Regions from separate parts of the Anas platyrhynchos genome. Here region 1 is linked to region 2. Evidence: chromatin contacts called from public Hi-C data. All regions are on one chromosome and are shown on one strand. The core of a region is the stretch at or near the end of the contact, and the rest is flanking DNA. Distances in the headings are between cores, read along the strand shown.

Region 1 (2,700 bases), core at 10-2,509, 62 kb after region 2:
AAAAAAAATGAGAAAATTATCTTTCATGTGAAATCTCTTTTTCAATCTCTTCCCATGACTCTGAATTTTTCCTGTTAGTTACTGTGTCTTTTAAATGTGCCCTTTCAAGCCCTTCCCAATGGCCCCGTCTGCCTGGCCACCAGCAGTGGAGGCAGAGCTTTGCATGAGGACTTGCAGGGCTCTGAAACCCTCGCTGGCTCCTGGTGGGAGATCACACTCAGACAACCCCGAGCACCCCCCTGCACTGGCAGCCTATGGATAAAATCTGGGTGGGTGACTTAAGAGCCTCAAAAATTGCCATGGTGAGTAATCCTCCAAGATTTGAAGTTACTCGTGTAAACACGGGCTTGACAAATACTGTCTTTTACAAAAAATAAAAATAAAAAATAATAAAAAAATCAAAGGATCACACTTGCTTTTAAAGTGATGTTTGGTCACAATACTCTGTTCTTCAGGTCAGCTACATTGCAGAGAGTACACAACCACTTCAAAATAATTGATGCAGTATCTGTTCTGCTAGCTGATGTGTTTTAAAAACTGTACATCCAACAAATGCCAATACGTGGTTCATATGTACTAGGTTCTATCCTGGAAACATGCACACATGCTTTATTTCTATCTTCACTGAGAATAGGACAGGATTTTGCATTCCTGTACTTTTCATAACTCTCTCCTCACCCTGCTATGGGTAGTGGCAAAACTTTCACAGCACATAGTCTCAAACAACTGTGGTGGAGGAGCTTTTATTGAGGGGACTCCAGGGGCTGCTGCTGTCTCCTTTGTGCCACAGGTTGAGCAAAAAGGGACTGCCAGGGAGGAGGTTCAGCCCCAGTTAATGCAGAAAAGTGGCAATGCACAGATCAGAAACATAACAAATTCCTTTATCCTGGTGCTTCTTGGGCAGACTGAGCATCTCGACATTTGATGCCTTGGGGACAAGGCTGGCAGGGCTGTTTCTTCTTGTCATTCTTTCCTGAGTAGCTTTTAGTGTTGCACGTAGGGAGATCACAGCAGAGGGAAAGGGAGACACAAACCCTCTTTTCTCAGACTCTTGGCTAAAACCCAAATATGTTAAACATTTCTGCTAGGAATTGATTCCTCACAGCAAATCTCCAAGCTCTTGTCTCTGAAAGCTATAAACCCAGGGCTGTTTACATGAGATCAGCACATGCCCATGCTGCTGTACACTTCACAGCGTGTGCATTTCGTGTATCTATAGAAATAGGGAATCCATCCTAGCAAGCCCTCTAGCGGTCTCAGCTGGGGAGATGGGGCCAGATCCAGACACGAAGGCTCCACACAGTGCAGGAGGACCAGCAAAACCTTCCCTAAAGCCTGAAGACCTCAGAAGATATGAACCGGCACTTGCGGGCAGCCAAACAGTGCAGCCAAAGACCCGTGTGACATTTCAGCTGTGCATAAGGCACCGAATAAACAGAAAATATTGGAAGCACATTTCTAGAGAGTTTGCAGAAATATTGTTTGGGTAGGGGAAAGGGAAGAGCTATGTTTTGCATTGCATCCCATCACACTGTGGTACTAGTCACAATTTTGTGATGGCTTTCCTTTTTATTTAGGGGAAAGGGATAAAAAGCATGATGGAAGTCATGGAAGTGGTTAAATGGAAAGATCTGTTGATCTTGCAAGACCACTGGTAAATAATTTAACAAAGATCTTTAACGAGTATCACTCTACAGGGAAAAAATAGGTCCATTTTAAACACTGCTTTTCCAATTTTCCAATTGGAAATTTCTCCAATTTCGACCGACCCTGAACGTGTGCGGGATCTGCTACTCCACCTGGATCCCTACAAGTCCATGGGTCCGGATGGGATTCATCCCCGGGTGCTGAAGGAGCTGGCGGACGTCATCGCGGAACCTCTCTCAATTATTTTTCAACGATCCTGGGAGTCTGGAGAGGTCCCGGTAGACTGGAAGCTGGCAAATGTTGTGCCGATTTTCAAGAAGGGTCAGAAAGAAGACCCTAGCAATTACAGGCCTGTCAGTCTCACGTCAGTGCCTGGTAAAATCATGGAGAAGATGGTTCTCGAACGTATTGAGGCGCACCTGGGGGACAAAGCAGTCATTGGTCCCAGCCAGCATGGGTTTGTGAAGGGTAGGTCCTGCCTAACTAACCTGATTTCCTTTTATGATAAGATCACCCGTATGGTGGACCAAGGGAAACCAGCTGATGTGATTTTTTTGGACTTCAGCAAGGCTTTTGACACGGTTTCCCATAGGATCCTACTGGACAAAATGTCCAGCATACAGCTAAATAAAAACATCATACGATGGGTGAGCAATTGGCTAACGGGCAGGGCCCAAAGGGTTATGGTGAATGGGGCTGCGTCAGGCTGGCGGGCGGTCACCAGTGGGGTCCCTCAAGGCTCCATTTTAGGGCCGGTACTTTTCAATATTTTTATAAACGATCTGGATGTAGGAATAGAAGGCATTTTGAGCAAGTTTGCTGATGACACCAAACTTGGAGGAGTTGTGGACTCGAATGAGGGTGGAAAGGCCTTGCAGAGGGATCTGGATAGGTTGGAGAGCTGGGCGATCGCCAACCGCATGAAGTTCAATAAGAGCAAGTGCCGGGTCCTGCACCTGGGACGGGGAAACCCTGGCTGCACGTACAGACTGGGCGATGAGACGCTGGAGAGCAGCCTAGAAGAGAGGGATCTGGGGGTCGTGGTAGACAGCA
Region 2 (2,700 bases), core at 151-2,650:
CTTAGGGTTGTAGCCACTCATCAGCTGCATATGATTCAACGATACGCTGGAAAAAAAAACACAAACATTGTGGAATGTATGAACAGGAATGTAGTCTGTAAGATGCATGTCTTGGTCCTTCTTCCTTAGGTAATAGCAGAACACCTTTCTGGGAACGTGGTATCCAGCTGTTGTAGGCACTGCACTCCATGGAAAATGTGAAGAAAGTGGAAATAATCCAGAGAAAAGCAATGAGAGGGATGACAGGATAAAAAATGAGCCTTGTTTTAAGGTGATGAGAGAAAAGTGTTTTTCAAATCTATAAGAGAGCCACAGAGAAGAAAGAAAGAAACAGTTCTCACCATTGCAGGTAGGACAAGAAAAATAGGTTTAAGTTGTTGCAGGAAGCCTTTAGCTTAGGCATCAGAGTGGGTAATTGTCCTTGGCAGTAGGAAGAATTAAGCTGTAGCATGCACTTCCTGGAGAGATCGTGGAATCTATGGAATTCGATTTTAAAGGGAATATTTGTAGGCATCTTTTGGGGCTGGTGCAATTGTAGGTTGGAGGTGCTGGGGATAAGGCTAATGGAAATCCCTACCAGCTCTTTTTTTTTTTTTTTCTCTCCTCCACTCTAAGGCCTTCTGCAAGGAGTCAGAACCACTTTTTGGAAGTAAAACTCTGTACTGGCAGAGGTCCTGTGCTTGACCTTAAGGCTCAGAGCCATGCATTTCCTTTTTCATCTTTTCACTTAAAATAGCACTTGTGGTAGTAATAACATGCTCTTGCGGAGTGGCACAGGTCTGCATGGTTATGAACTTTCCGTCACCACCCAGCAAATGGCATTATCCACTCTTCTGTTTCAGATTTTCAGGAGTACTTCATTACTCCCAAATTCCTGATTGAATATGACCAAAAACTTCAACACATGTTTTTAGTGCACGAAGTGTACTTCATACAAATGTGTGGGATTGTTGCACACAACTTACTGATTTTTCTTCACTGTGTGCACATGTGCTCTGTGATGATACAGAGTTTGGGGTGACTGAACTGTTACCCAGTCTTTACAGAATTAGGGCAGCAATCTTAAACCTTCACTTGAACTTTTGCTAGAGATGATCTTCTATTTTGTTTAGACAGAGTTCTCTGCTTGCTTGCATTTGTTCTAAAATGACAGTCTGGACAAGAAGAAACCAACCAGGGCTGGCACTGCCCTGCCTTTTATTCCCTGGATACTTTACTTGGCACCTCACTTGGCACACATGCAATACCCTTTTTTCACCCCAGTACCCAAAGAAAATACGTGCTCCTGCACAGACTCCAGCCAAGTTCCTGCCTGCCAGTGGAGGGTGTTACAGAGGCTTGGGGCAGAGGGAGGAAACTCACTCCCGAAGCATATACTAAAAATAGGTCAATGCATTGCAAACAGCTTTGCTGTGAGAGCTTCCTTCTGGCATGCAGCCATGCAGCTGCCTTATAGTTTTGAGCCTAGATACCTCCAAAACAAAACAAAAAGTCACTAAAGTTAAATGCAGCCAGCAGTGCTTATAGTCTTGATAATCCCTACAGTGTATCAATTTTAGTTTCTTCCAGAGTGCAGGTAGCTTGCTCAATTTAACTTCAAATGTCTGAGTTACACCATTGGCAATCCCTGAAGTCTGCCAAGTTCAAAGCAGGGAGGAGGCCTTTAATCTAAAGTTGAAATACTCGGATGATATGTCCAAAAAGTTTTCCTGTGGCTTTCCTGTGGAGTAGGAACTGCAGTAGCTAGGTTACAAGAAGTTTTTAAACTCTCCAAATTGCTGCTAACTAAACATCCTTAAATCCTGACATGTGAGTATGAAATGAGAAAGTCAGTTCCTTAATTTAGACTAGCTTGAAAAGAGTAAACTTTTTTTACACAAGACTCCCTGGACAGTTGGGCTGAATAATAGAAGTGATTCATTCAGGTCTTGATGCTTACAAGTTTCTTGGGTTTTGCCATATTTTCCAGTGATTTGTGACAACATTTTGCCCTAAAATAAATCGCATCATGTCCTGCCATATGTTTTGACTATGAAAATGGAGGTTTCAGTTTGAATACCGAGCTTCGTTGTTATTTCTTTCAAAGGCTGTTGATCATTTAGATACAAGCTTCACATTTTCCTTTATCGTGATTTCTCATTTGCATCAAGAATATTTTCCAAAATAGTAGTTAAATCCCTCCGATGATTTTCAGCTATGTCACATAAATCACTGAAAACACGGAGAAAAACACCTGTGCAAAATTACCTTTTTTTTGGTCTAATATTCAGCTTATATTTGAGTCTTCTGTATCCAATTATCTGATTTGTGTGGCAATGAAACAGAAGATCAGCATCATTGTACTTCACATTCTTTTTAAACTCATCAGTAGAATGACCACACTAGTTGGTCTGTAAGTTTGTAATTTAAGATGTGCCTGGAAGGGGTTCAAAGAGACAGGAGCTGCAGTGTGTCTCACTTCCCTTTGGAAAGCCTTTCTGAAACTGTCAAGCAATATTTACATCAAAAAGGAACTGAATTCTGGTAAACTTTTCCAGACTCCAAGTAAACCAAACAACCTGAGATTTAGATAAACCTTGGTGGATTTAAAAACTTGATGGTATCACTGTCTAAGACTTGTGTTAGCCCATCAGATATTACAGACGTACATTTTGAGGAAAGGCTTTCAGTTAATAGATAAAATTAAGAGCAGAGTTTTGG

What was found. A called contact is a pair of places that touch in the nucleus more often than the background predicts.
Region 1: a contact with region 2 is called in a Hi-C map of liver, with 1.9 times the contacts expected there. The contact joins two enhancer-like sites. A contact is called at or near these places in 2 of 8 Hi-C or Micro-C datasets (liver and subcutaneous adipose tissue).

Annotation. Positions count from the first base shown.
Region 1 is chr10:16,867,927-16,870,626 of IASCAAS_PekinDuck_T2T, forward strand. No RefSeq gene overlaps it. Among named protein-coding and RNA genes, the nearest start is that of HPRT1, 57 kb to the left of the region's middle. Within about 2 kb of position 1,260, at least 2 of the 8 cell types and tissues checked have an H3K27ac peak or open chromatin away from gene starts, as enhancers often do.
Region 2 is chr10:16,805,936-16,808,635 of IASCAAS_PekinDuck_T2T, forward strand. No RefSeq gene overlaps it. Among named protein-coding and RNA genes, the nearest start is that of HPRT1, 5.4 kb to the right of the region's middle. Within about 2 kb of position 1,401, at least 2 of the 8 cell types and tissues checked have an H3K27ac peak or open chromatin away from gene starts, as enhancers often do.